Linked DNA regions of Mus musculus: region 1 is linked to region 2. Evidence: chromatin contacts called from public Hi-C data. All regions are on one chromosome and are shown on one strand. Each heading gives the region's core, a stretch centred on a gene start, on an enhancer-like site or on the middle of the called end of the contact. The rest is flanking DNA. Distances are from core to core; before and after follow the strand shown.

Region 1 (6,324 bases), core at 2,813-5,312, 480 kb before region 2:
GCCTGCATTTACCAGGCAGGCATCAACTCTCATAGATTTGAAATGTGGTCTCCAGAGCAGCGACATTGCTTCATGCAGAAACTCTGAGATGTGCTAGCCTGAGATGTGCTAGCCTGAGCTTATCCAATCAGAAGCCAGGGCTGGGCCCCAGTGTGTGCATCCAACAAACCCTTCAAGAGACTCTGACACACCCTAAAGATTGTTCCAAGGGTGAGATGAACACAAGAACGAGACTTCTGGATATGGCTTCTAGGGACATACTCTGCATGCCTGGTGATAAATGAGCTGACACTCTACTGTTTAAACATGCACACAGTTACATATTTTTGCACACCTGCTTAATTTTTCCAACCAGTGAAAATGAGGCCATAATAAAGAAATGGTGTGTTTTGGTGAAATGCCACCATGTCCTTTGAAGTTAGGTTACATATTAGGAAATTCTGGAATTGTTCAACTATGATGTAATGTCATATTTTTACTGTGGTCAGTCTAACAGCTTTGGGGACTTTGCTAATCAATGGTGCATAACTCGATTCGGTTTCCTTTCTGGTTGCTGTGATAGAACACTCTGACCAAAGCCCATTCCTGAGGGGAAATCAAGGCAACTTGAAGCAACTACTTACGTCACATCCGCAGTCAAGAGCAGAGAGCACTGAACTCACAGATGCTTGCTGGTGCACTCAGCCTACTTTCTACACTTGTGTGCAACCCAGGATACCTGGCCCATGCAGTGGTGCCATCCACAGTAGGCAGATTTTCCCACCAGTCAAGATGATATCCCACATAATTTAAGCAATCCTTCATGGAGACTCCCTTCCCAGGTAATTACAGATTGACAATGGGAATTAATCATCAAATAACTACACTTTGCAATGGAGTTTAGATGCTAAAAAAAAAACACTACCTTGTGATATTCTCTGTAAACCAAGGGCATGACTGGAAAGACTTTGAATTAATGCTACTAAAAGAGTGGCCAGAGGTTGGGGGTTCACTTGGCACAGTTTTTGCTGAGTGTGTAGGAAGCTCTGGGTTCTATTTCCACTACATCATAAAACTTGGTGTGGAGGAATATGCCTGTAATCCCAGCCCTCTAGAAGTAGACAAGAGGATCAGGAGTTCAAGGTCATCTTCAGCTATAGAGTGAGTTTTAGGCTAGCCTGGGCTACCTAAAAGTGTTTTTTGCTTCAGGCATTTCTTTCTTTCTTTCTTTCTTTCTTTCTTTCTTTCTTTCTTTCTTTCTTTCTTTCTTTCTTTCTTTCTTTCTTTCTTTCTTTCTTTCTTTCTTTCTTTCTTTCTTTCTTCCTTCCTTCCTTCCTTCCTTTCTTTCTTTCTTTCTTTCTTTCTTTCTTTCTTTCTTTCTTTCTTTCTTTCTTTCTCTCTCTCTCTCTCTCTCTCTCTCTCTCTCTCTCTCTCTCTTTCTTTCTTTCTTTCTTTCTTTTTTTTTAAAGACTATTATGTGAGTATAATGTTGCTGTCTAGAGACACACCAGAAGAGGGCATCAGATCTCATTACAGATTGTTATGAGCCACCATGTGGTTGCTGGGATTTGAACTCATGATCTTCGGGAAGAGCAGTCAATGTTCTTAACCGCTGAGCCATTTCTCCAGCCCCCCCCCCCGTGTTTTTTAAAAAAAGTTAATAACGTGGCCAGGTTTGTGGGTGCTTTTCTCCCTTCCATCTTCTTCCTTTCCCATTTGTCTTCCCCTCCCCCATCTTCCCTCCCTCCCCATCTTCCCTCCTTCCCTCCCTCCCTCCTACTGATATCTCACTCCCATCTATCTCATCCTCTCTTCTTCCTATCCCCACTTCTACTCCTTTCCCTTTTTTTCTCCCTTGTATTATGAAAACTTTTCAAATGTGATGAGAATTTTTTTTTCCTCAGCTACCTGTCTAAATTTATCTCACATACTCGGTTCCTTTTGTAGAAAAGAGATAATGATGGAATAGCGCTCCTTTATAAACGTTCCATGCATGCCATGGTAAAGCATCCTTTATACTTTCTGGCTGTCTAGTTGCCCAAACAAATTGACCTATGCACCTTGGAGACCGAACACCAAGGCTATGAACCCTGGAGTAGCTTGGCCTAAATCCAGGTGGGAAATGACTGAAATATTGTGGCCAACTGAGCCTAAACTTTATTCTTCCTAGACCATACCTGGTACCTCCCAGGTGATACCATGGACTGTGTCATTTTCCTGTGTTTTCCTTAGCCCATTGCACCCGTGTCTGTGGAGCACTGTGTCTGTGGGGCATTGTGTTTGTGGAGTACTGAGTCTGGCGATCAGTTTATCTCTGGCCTCATCCTTTTTCTCATTTGCATGTTTCCTCCTGCCCTGTCTCTTCATGGCTTTAGTCAAAATATACTGCAGAGGAGGCTCTGAAGATGGATCCAGACATTAGAGCATATACAGAGCTTCCAACAGTAGAAACTCAGATGTCTCATTAGGGGACACATGGATGTCTCCAGGTCATTGAGTGGGGTGTCAGGGCCAGTTCCTAAACACTCATCACTAATGATGTCAGAGCTTGTGTTCAGGGCTCCAACTGAAGGGTGATTTCAGCATCAGGTATACTAGCAGTTGGAACCGCAGCCATCTTCCAGCTTAAGGTTTAGAATTTCTGTTTTAGCAGAGGAGAGGCATGTGTGTTTCCCACAAGATGTTTTACATGTTGAAGTTGAGTGTTCTTGAGAAACGGGCTTTGCACTGGTGGATGACTGGGGGGTTCCAGAGCAATGTGACTGCTCTATGAGAAATACAATGTGAATACAGGGTCTTGTACTTCATCAGAACCCACACAATGCACAACGTCCTGAGTGATCCTTGTTGAGCTGGTGATACGGGGTAAAGATAGCATACTGCTGTGTGCTCTCATGAGAGGTAATGATAGCATACTGCTGTGGGGTCTTAATGGTAACAAATGCCCAACATTGGGTAGGAGGCGGGTGGTGGGGAATTGCATGTGTTAAGGCAAGGATATGTGGGGACTCTATGCTAAATTCCTTTATGTCATAAACTTAAAACTGTTCTAACATAAAATTTGTTAACAAAACACAATTAACCCTCAGAGAATGAAAAATTGTCTTTAAGACAAATTTCTCTCAATCTGTGTATTACATATGACCATCATATTTGGGAAATTATTGGAGGAATTTGGATATTGGTCTGACATTGAAATCAGCCTGGCAAAAATGAAGATATTCTAAAGAGACTTTTGTCTTTCAATCTGACCATCAGATAATTGAGACGATGTATCCCACAGAGGTGGGAATTTCTCCCGGCTCTCATGTAGGGAGAAGGAAAAGGCACTAGCTGAAGGGTGAGCTTGACTCCCAGAAAGAGTTCTCACAACTTGTCAGACCACATATCAGACACTGGTGGGTCAGTGGTGAGTCAGACCTCACATTGACTGGACTGCTGAGATGTGCACATCCTTGGCTCTTTATTTATATGTTGATCTCACTTCTGGATCCCAAATATGTACTTTATGGGTTTGCTGGATCTTTGTCCCTTTGCTGAATAAATCTCTGTTCTCTGCTTTGCTTTTTTAAATTTGGCTTTTTTGAAAAGTATGGCTTACTAAGAATGACTGGTCAGACTTGGGGTGTGGGTTGTAACTCCCAAGTCCAAAACCAACACTACTTTTGAAGACACAGCTGACCATATGGTTAGCCATGCTGCTTAGAAGCAAAGGATTAATGGCTCCCGGAGTGTGCACGTGGCCAAGGGGACACAGGAAAAACCCAAACAAATGGAAAACAACTAAATGCTCAATCTCCCTCAACTTTGCAATCACAAATACGATAAAAATCTGGTCAGTAATTGCCGATTTAAGACATTGCTCATCTGGTAGGAAAACACATGGATACAGGACATGCTGAACAAACACCGATGCTAACGAGGGCCTTGTTTGACTTTATTTCAGTGAGGTCTGAGGTTTCCCAAATCACCTGTGTGTTTCTGGGTGACCTGTGGGGTTTGGGATCAGGATATAAGTTGCTGACTGGTGAGCCCCACACAGACACCTCAGCCCTGTTCTCTGTCTGCACTTTGGAAAGGATTTTTGGACGCCCATCTGGGTCCTCCACAAACAGTCCCTGCCTGTTTGCTTTTCTAGTGACCTTCTGGTTATTCAAGTCTTTCTTTTCCTTCTGAGAGAGAAGGCTTAACTTTTTCTTTTCTTTCTTTTTTCTTTTTCTTTTTCTTTTTCTTTTCTTCCTTTCTTTCTTTTCTTTTTTTTTGTGTTATGATATGCTTTTCTTTATTACCGTTGCAGCTGAGAGGAATAAAAACTCTAAAGACAAAACAAAAGAAAGCAGAGCCCAGGAGAAAGCCCGAGGAGGAGGCAACTTTTGCCTGTTGGTGTGTCTGGGTGCGGCTGGCAACACACACATTCCTGGGCAGCTGTGGTGCTTGAAAACACAGGCTGTCATTTCCCCTGCATGGAGGCATAAACCTCCCAGCCATGTGGGTGGTCTCTGTGAAGACACAGCGTCTGTCCCATTCAGGAACAGCCCTCACTCCACGGAGAGGCCCCATGGCAGGCAGGATGTTTGCTGTTTAAATAAATAAACTGATCAGAGGCTTGCTGGCTGTGAAGGCTCCCTGCCCTCCCTTCCACAAGACAGGTCCTAAGGCAGAGAAAAGGCCCACCAACAGAAAGGAGCCACCAACGCCACCCACTGTGGCTCACCCTCCTCCTCCTGGTCCCTGACCAAATGGTGCCAGGCAGCCAGCAGTTGTGGTCAGCACTTGGCGATTGGAGGCAGCTGAGTGTGTCACTCTAGCTGCTGTAACCAGGGTCTTCTTAGAAATGCCAGTAAACAGGGGGAAACCCCCTCAGGACTCCACTGCCCTCCGATTTTGCCTAGGTGCTTTGTCCCTTGTCCCCTTTGTAGTAGGGAAGTTGAGGAGCTTGTCTGGTCTTTTCACCGGCTTCCCTTCCAGCCTACCTATTGATCAAAATCTTCCAAGAATCTCAGTCTTCACTATTCCAGCTTTAGCTCCAAAAGGAAACCTTGTTAGAAACCCAAATCCTGTCAGAAACCAGCTCTGGGACAGGCTCGAGTACTCAGAGTCACCTGTCTTTCTGGAGTCTCTGCACACAATGCTGAGTAGCTGGACTGTGCACATTTGAGAGCGGGAGTCTGTGGGCTTTATGCACCAGGGTCTTCCTAGATGCCTGGTGCCTGTCCAGGGTGCTCAATAACTGTTTATAGATGAACAGAGGAAGAGGACAGACATGGGAGAGATAACACGAGTGATTGGCCTTTGTCCTCTCATTCTTTTCTAACATTTTCTCTACCCTGCCCCATGCAGCCCCTCAGGGCTGTTGCTGAACAGCAGTGGGTCTTTGCTACTGATAGATGAGTAAGTGTCTCTCCTGCTGTGATGAGTTCTAGCGAGACAAAGATCAAAAGTAAAAAAATGTTGGCATCTTAACTCCACATAATCGAAGTAATTAAAACCAGAATCTGTGTTTTGAAGTTGTATCAGTTGAAGTTGGTATGTGCTAAGAGGGAATGGGTTCCTGGACAATCCAGCAGGGTGTGTGTGTGTGCGTGTGTGCGTGTGTGTGTGTGTGTGTGTGTGTCTTTTCCATAATTGCTTCGCATGGATTGTGAGATTTGGTCCTTGTGACAGAGTCTCTCTTGGATTAGGAAGCTATTCGCAGAACCATCGGGGTGGGCATCTTGCAGAGGAGAAGAATAAATATAGTCATTTTCCATCTCAGACCGAGTTGCCCTGTATTCTGTTTAATAAAAGACAAAGGACGTCTGCTGGGGGCAGGCGGTGTCCCTGACTATTCTGCAGACAAGGGATGGAGGGGCAGGGAAAGAATGGTGTTGGAGTGGCTCAGTGCTAGGCCAGTCGTTGGGAACAGAGACTACAGGGAGAGGAAGGAGATTCCCCCATACAAAGATACGGTCAGGTGTACTTAAGAGCATGGAGAACAAGTAGCTAAGGTCAGATTGTACTTCAGGGTCACAGTGAGAATGGTTAAAGCTGGCTCAGGGAACACCCTTCCGTCCTTGTTTGGGCTGAGTAAATCCTTGCAACAACATGGCAGTGAAGACAGGGCTGGGGTTAGGAAAGAGCACCCCTACTCAGCAGCATCGGAACTGTGATTCCTCAGTGCTACAGCTCAGTTCCCCCCGGGGACTCAGGTGTTAAAAGCTTGGCTCCTAGCATGGTGCCAGTGAAGGGTGGTAGAGATTTTAGAAGGGGCCTAGCAGGAGAGAGGTAGGTCATTGGGGACAAGCCCTTGAGGAGGATAATGAAACTCTGGATCCTTCTTTGGCTGTGAGGTGGGTGTGGCTTTGC
Region 2 (6,692 bases), core at 2,785-5,284:
CTGTCATTCTTGGGTCTTACTCATGATTCCCTTTCTGAGCACCCTGCGAAGGTGTTCTGTCATAATGGAACAGCATGAGTTTCTTATTGCTCTCTCTCTCTCTCTCTCTCTCTCTCTCTCTCTGTCTGTCTGTCTGTCTGTCTCTGTCTCTGTCTCTGTCTCTCTTTGTTTCTCTTTGAGACAGGATTTCTCTGTGTAGCCCTGGCTGTCCTGGAACTCAACTCTGTAGACCAGGTTGGCCTTGGACTCTCAGAGATCCTCCTGCCTCTGCCTCTGCCTCTGCCTCTGCCTCTGCCTCTGCCTCTGCCTCTGCCTCTGCCTCTGCCTCTGCCTCTGCCTCTGCCTCTGCCTCTGCCTCTGCCTCTTGAGTGCTGGGATTAAAGGTGAGCACTACCACATCGAGCCAGTTTTTTAAGATGTAGAGTGTGTGTGTGTGTTTTGCCTGCATATATGTATTGTATCTGTATCACTTATGTGCCTGATGCCTGAGTTCAGAAAAAATATTGGATTCCTTGGAACTGGAGTTGTGGGTACTGAGAACCAAACCCAGATTCTCTGCAAGAGCAGGAAGCACTGAGAGCCTCTCCAGTCTTGTTTTATATGAAGCCCACTTCTCTGGCAACCTCCCAGCTCTGGCTTTTTGTAACTATCTGAGCAAGAGCCTGTTAACTCATTTAGGAACATACAGTAGGGAAAGGCAGTTCGAACCAGGGAGCCTGGATGCTTCTGTTGCTCTTTTCTTCTGGATGGCAGCTGGTTTGGTGGCCAAGTGAAAATTAGAGTATTTGGTGGGATCTCTGAGCTGTCTGCTAAATTACAGCCTACTGTAGCCGTGGATTTTGGGTCAGCTGTTGTGTATTTTGACTGTCTTTTCAAAGTTCACCCATATACTTTGGGCCCAGAGCAAATTTGAGTGGAAGGTATAGAGAAGGTTTGCTCTCCCCAAGCCACCTCCCCGTGTGTCAACATCCAACACTAAAGTGGTCTGTGTGCTTTACCCTTCCAACTGACCATAGACATCATTGACTTCCAAAGAGCCTTATATGGACAGGCCATCCTTCCATCTGGCGATGAACTTAAAAATACTTTGCTACATCCTCGTATTTCACAAAAAGGCAAATCCTACCCCCTCCCCCTTCTCCATTTTATCTGTCCATTTGTGTGTGAGGGTGTGTGTGCACCATAGTATCCATATTGAGATGGACCCAAAGACAACTAACTGTCCTCTTTCCACCATGTTGGTCCTGCAGATCAAACTCCTCCGGTTTGGTGACAAGCACCATCCTAGACACATCTCTAGGAAATATTAGTTGGCAGGGGAACGCTATAAGATGGTCCGAATTTGCTTGTAACTACACGCTGACTGAATACGAATGGCGTTCAGTGGTTCCCAAAACATCTGTTCATGTTGACATGCGCAAATAACAGTAGACAATCAGGACGATTATCCACACAATTCAAGCAAAATTACTCTTACTGGAGTACCCAAATAATTCTGACTCCAGTATTTGTTGGCTTAGATTATCCCAGTGGCTGTCTTAATTTCCCACTTAATTAGGCTTGTTTAAACACATATTTAAGTGCCCCTCTTTTTGTCTTAAGACAGCCACTTTCCCTTTGAGTTTGCATTAGGCGATAAACAACTTGATTTGACAGGAATTGGTGTTGAGCAGTGACTAGAATTTGCCCATACCTGTGCGCCATGTCCGACTTTGGGAGATGGTGGAGAAAGCATAACTTTACCCTGGAGAGTAACTTGAATTCCCTTGACTTTTTAGTTTCTTACTCTGTTTCACAAGGCATTGTTTTTTAAGTAGTGAATTAACAAAGAGCCAAACTGTTGAGAGAGTCTCTGCTTTTCCACAGTCCCCTCCCCATCCCAACTTTCACCAAAGACATGCAAATAACTTGCCACCAATGACAAAGAAGTCTGCTGTGCTGAGTGGAGGAGGGTGTTGTAGAATGCTCTCTCCAGTGTCTTCCCTTTGGTGAGGTAGGCCAAGGTTGAGAAGGGCAAGCACACGGAAGACCCAAATCATTCAGATGTATAGATATCGGTATATTTGAACCACATTGTGGCTGCTAAGCAAACAACACCCAGCCCCAGACATTTGTGCCCATGCGTGCTAAGATGGCAGGATACCATGCAGCCCTGGGGCTGTAATGCCTTCTGGATCCTACAGAGCACTGGTCACAGACACCAGGGCTCTAGCTTGCAGAGGCATTATTTAGACCTCCTGAGTGGTTGGTTACTTGGGTCTTTGAACATTTCTTCCAAATTCTTGTTTATGCTTTTGAAGTCCGTTAAACTTTGCCAGCTCACTGGTGTCTGTCAACACTCCAATAGTTACTTTGTTTTTTTCTCAGTCCTAAAACATACTTAATGGCTAATACAGGCCATTTTGAAAGTCAGCCCTGGGTTAGAACCCAGGAAAGCACTCTCCCTTTGAGAAATAATATCTCGATCTCTCAGGACATCTGTGGTAAAGTTGGAGATGAAATCTAATTGCTTCATGTACAGGGGGTGTTCATTTTTTATTCACACTGACTTACATGAACAAAATACATTATCATTTCATTTCTAGGAGCTTATATACTTGGGTAATTTCCTTTAGCCTAGACTCAAAATAATTTTCCGTGTAAAGTGTTTCTAGTTAAAGAACTGCAGCTGAAATGTAAGGGTTTGCAGTAAACTGTTGGAATGTAAATGTCAGCCAAGGGGCAAGTGTTTGGTGTACAGCCTGTGGAAGTTCAGATTTTCAGTGGTCAGTCAGAAAATACTAAAGGGGCCCTGAAAGAACTTTACTGTTGGTGACCATAGCTGGAGAGCACATTAGGGCTAGCATTGTAGGAAATTCATTCTAAGTTGGTGGCAGGGCACATGCACAGATCCCTAGGTATTGCAGAAGTCTCTGTGACTATACCTTTGCAAATATACTCTCAGTTACCTGCTTTGACAGCAGATGCTGCTAAGCTTCTGGTATTTTCCATGTATTTTGCAATTACTTCTAACAGCACACTGTACCTGTGAAAACCCACTCTAAGTAATACATGTGGAGTATGGCTGGCCTTAGGCTGCCTGGGCTCAAAGCTTAGCTGTGACTTGTCACCAGGCTCAGTCCTCTCATCTGTAAAATGGGAATCATGATTGGTTCTCTCAGGAGGTAAGCAGCTGAAGGCTGACTACCTGGAGCCAAGAGGCCCACATAAGTCTGAAGTAATAAAAGCTCTCCTCTCTCCTTGCTTGGAAAACAGACCAGGATTCTTGTAGGGGGTTGGGGGACCAGTTGTCTTTCTCTGTTTATTTTATTTTTCCAGAGTGGGAGTGGGGAAGAGCTTTGGGTCTTAAAATAACATCTGTGTAGAGTAGTGCTGCCTCTCTGTGCAAACCTGTGAAAAGCTGTGGGAGAGATTGCCACCCCGGTGGTCCCTCTACCCAGGGCCTGTAGGTGACCCAGCCTACTTCCTAAAAACAAAGCCCACTGCATAACAATGCTGGAGGGAGGCTTTTGTTAAAAAGGCTGCTCCAACTCTCCCCTCTCTCTATTCCCAAACACCTCACTGTGCTAAGCATTCACAGACCGTGTGTTTTTGTTGTTGTTGTTGTTATTTAGTTTGTTTTAGTTTCTGAAGTGCCCTTAGGCAAGTCCTGAAATGGAATAAAATGTATCTGAGTAGATGTGTCTGCTGCAGGGGGTATCTTGAGCAGCTGGGACTTGGGGGGTCTACTTGGGAGGTGTCTGGTGTGCAGTGAGGCTGGTGGGGGTATTGGGGAGAGCACCCCCCAGGCAGTGCTCAGCTCCAAGTCTGGGTCACCAGGGCCCTGTCTTCTCTTCCAGCATGCTTACCTCTTTACAGCTGTAGCCAAACTGTCAGGTCTATAATGATGGTTTTGATTACAGCGGCCAAGCCCAGCTGTGTGTGGTGAGCTGGTGGGCTCGCCCATCCCCCAAGCCCAGAAGGCTCACTCTTTCCCGCCCAGGGCTTGCGGTTTGTCATCTGTTCTCACAGAGCCCCACAGAGCCTCCCTGTGTCGGCCTGTGGCTTCCTGTTCTCAAACTGATCCAAATTTCCCCTGTGAGGTATTTCCTTGTGCTCCCTCTCCTCCACACAGCCCTCCACTCAGAAGGAAGGGTGGCAGGGAGGAAGAGAACAGGGGGAGAGTGAATAGGTGCTGGCTGTGATCTTTACATGGCCTGGCAGCAGGTCCCACAGCTTGTATTAGCTGCACAAGTCAAACAGATGGATCAGATTGACAGAGCTGTGTTCCCTCACCCTGGCTCCAGGGGCAGCCAAGTTGGGAGCTTGAATGTGATTTTTTTTTTCTGCTTGGGGTGGATTTTCTGGTCTTGGTGAGGAACTCCTGACCTATCTCCCTGTGTGGCGTGAAATGGTTAATGGATATGGTCTGTGTCTTTTCCCCTTGCTTTCTCTTGCTACAATTAGTCAGGAAGAAGGGTGGGGGGAGGCCAACCTGGCACTTGGGAGGCAGGTGGATTTGTTAGTTCCAAGCTAGCCTGATCTACATAGTGAAGTCAAGGTGCAAGCCAAGCAGAGATACATAATGAGACCTGCTCTCTCCCTCCCTTTCCCACTCTCTCATTCAGTCTTCCTTCCTTCCTTCCTTCCTTCCTTCCTTCCTTCCTTCCTTTCTTTTGGAGAAGACAGGGTTTCTCTATACAGCCATGGCTGTCCTGGAACTCACAGATCTGCCTGCCTCTGCTTCCTCCGTTTTGCAATTAAAGTCATGAACTGCCGTGCCCTCCTCTCCTTTTCTTCTTTTTGCTTGTTTTCTTTAAAAGATGTGTGTGTGTGTGTGTGTGTGTGTGTGTGTGTGTGTGTGTGATGTGCGTGTAGAGGCCAAAAGAGACAGTTATCTCTAGAGTTGGAGTTGCAGGCAGTTGTGTGCCCTCCAGAGTGGATTCTGGGGTCTGAACTTGGATCCACTGGAAGAACAGCAGCTCTAAGCCATCTGTCTTGTTCCTGGGCTTTCGTTCCTTAGTTTAAGTAAAGTGTGTGTGTTTTATTCTTCCCTCTGAGCATCTTTTGATTAGCACCACAGTTCATTCACTAGCAGATCAGGAGTCCTTCCTTAAGTGAGAGAAAACTGCAGACAAGTCGCCTACCCTGCCTCCTGTCCTCAGCCTAATCCCTCTGGACCAAAGCTCTCAGGCCAGGTTTTAATGTGTTGCACATGTTTCTGTTTCTAGGACTTCAGGATGCATTTGACAGTGACTGGGAAACTGGGAGGATCATGCCAAACAATTATAAAAATGGATCAGATGACGGGGTCCTCGCTTACAAACTCCTGGTGCAGACTGGCAGCCGAGACAAGCCCATCGACATTAGTCAGGTATTCCCGATGTTTCAGGACACTGAGCAGTTATTACATCTAGGCAGCTGACCCATGGAATAGGGCTGGCAGTGTATAATCCCACCTTGTGTCCCATGAGAACCTGAAGTGATAGGAGATGGTAGGAAGAAGCTTGAACTGGCTCTGAGCTAGCCAGAAAACTTCCCTTTCCCTGCCTGTCAAGCAAGAGGAGGGGACAGACAGGTGTTGCCTCTAACACAATAGCAATGGGCAAAAATACAGTATGTTAACACTGTGTGCTTTTCCCAGTGGTGGGAAGCACCAACCCATACTGGGCTTTCAGAGTTTATTGAACACTGAAATATGTGTTATATGAAAATACATTAGTATAGTGGTCTCAGTTATATTCAGACATGGGATGGTGGGTTTATTGGAGAGCAATCATTTGAACAGAGGTTGGGTAGGTGGGTGGCTTAGAAGATGAGCAAAGTCACTAGAGGTTGAGGATGGATTAGTTATTTAATGCTTTCTGGGGTCAGCTTGGCCTCAGCAGTAGATGTTGAGTGTAGGTGTGGGCAGCTACCTGCTCTTGAATATAGCAAACGTAAGCAGGCGTAGAAGCATGCAACCTCCCCATGCAGCTCACGCCACAGTATGTTGAAAGCTGTTCTTTTGGATAGTATCTTGTATTCAAAGTACTTGGATTCTAGCATATCCCATTTGGTTTCCTCAGGGGTTGCATTTGCACCCTGGATTTGGGGTGAGTCCCAGGCCTCTTTGCTCTTGGTAGTTTCCTATCCTCAGGCAGAAAACATCTCGTTAATGATCTCCTTGTCAGCTCTGCATATTGTCCTCTCTCCCTTTTGCTGGCACTAAAGGTGACAGATTTACAAAGTACATTGTTCAGAGTCATTGTGGAGTGTGAGGTTTGATGCTTTATAGTGGCGTGCAATGAGCTGTCGGGCCTGACAAGGGTACGGCAGACCAGCCTGCCTGAGAGGATAGCAGGGACGGACTGAATTGGAGTTAGAGATCAGGGAATCTGTGGGACGCCTGTGGTGGGGTCCAGGCACTGAGATATCATTTCCTCTCCTGGGGGAAAGAAGAGCACGCTGCATACGTAGAGGCCAGGAGCTGTGCTATGTAATTCCAGAGACAGTCTGAAAACCTACAGTTGTTAGAGATCCTGTGGATTAATTGAATCCAGATCCCTGCAGTCTACTCTGCCTGTCTCTCCCCCACCCCCCCGCCCCGCCCGGTCTCTTCCACGCTCTTTATTCCCCCACTCTTTTCTCTGTGAACTCCTGTCACTGGTGTTCGTTAAGAAAGACCAAACGTTGGAAGGAGGCCTGGGTCTAAAGTAAACAGGAAATTTTTT

Evidence for each region. Hi-C and Micro-C count contacts between places; a contact is called where the count stands out from the background.
Region 1: a Hi-C map of cerebellum shows a contact between it and region 2, with 1.6 times the contacts expected there. The contact joins two enhancer-like sites. A contact is called at or near these places in 1 of 484 Hi-C or Micro-C datasets (cerebellum), 2 of 115 datasets of contacts at active chromatin or transcription factors (embryonic stem cells and large pre-B cells) and 1 of 9 other capture datasets (embryonic stem cells).

The regions. Positions count from the first base shown.
Region 1 is chr13:64,001,464-64,007,787 of GRCm38.p6, reverse strand. No RefSeq gene overlaps it. Among named protein-coding and RNA genes, the nearest start is that of Gm30999, 52 kb to the left of the region's middle. Within about 2 kb of position 4,062, at least 74 of the 459 cell types and tissues checked have an H3K27ac peak or open chromatin away from gene starts, as enhancers often do. A contact at or near this core is called in cerebellum and embryonic stem cells, where this site is marked.
Region 2 is chr13:63,525,808-63,532,499 of GRCm38.p6, reverse strand. Ptch1 (patched 1) reads left to right here. Exons shown (of 24, transcript NM_008957.3): 16 at 5,211-5,353. Among named protein-coding and RNA genes, the nearest start is that of Ptch1, 37 kb to the left of the region's middle. Within about 2 kb of position 4,034, at least 157 of the 459 cell types and tissues checked have an H3K27ac peak or open chromatin away from gene starts, as enhancers often do. A contact at or near this core is called in cerebellum and embryonic stem cells, where this site is marked.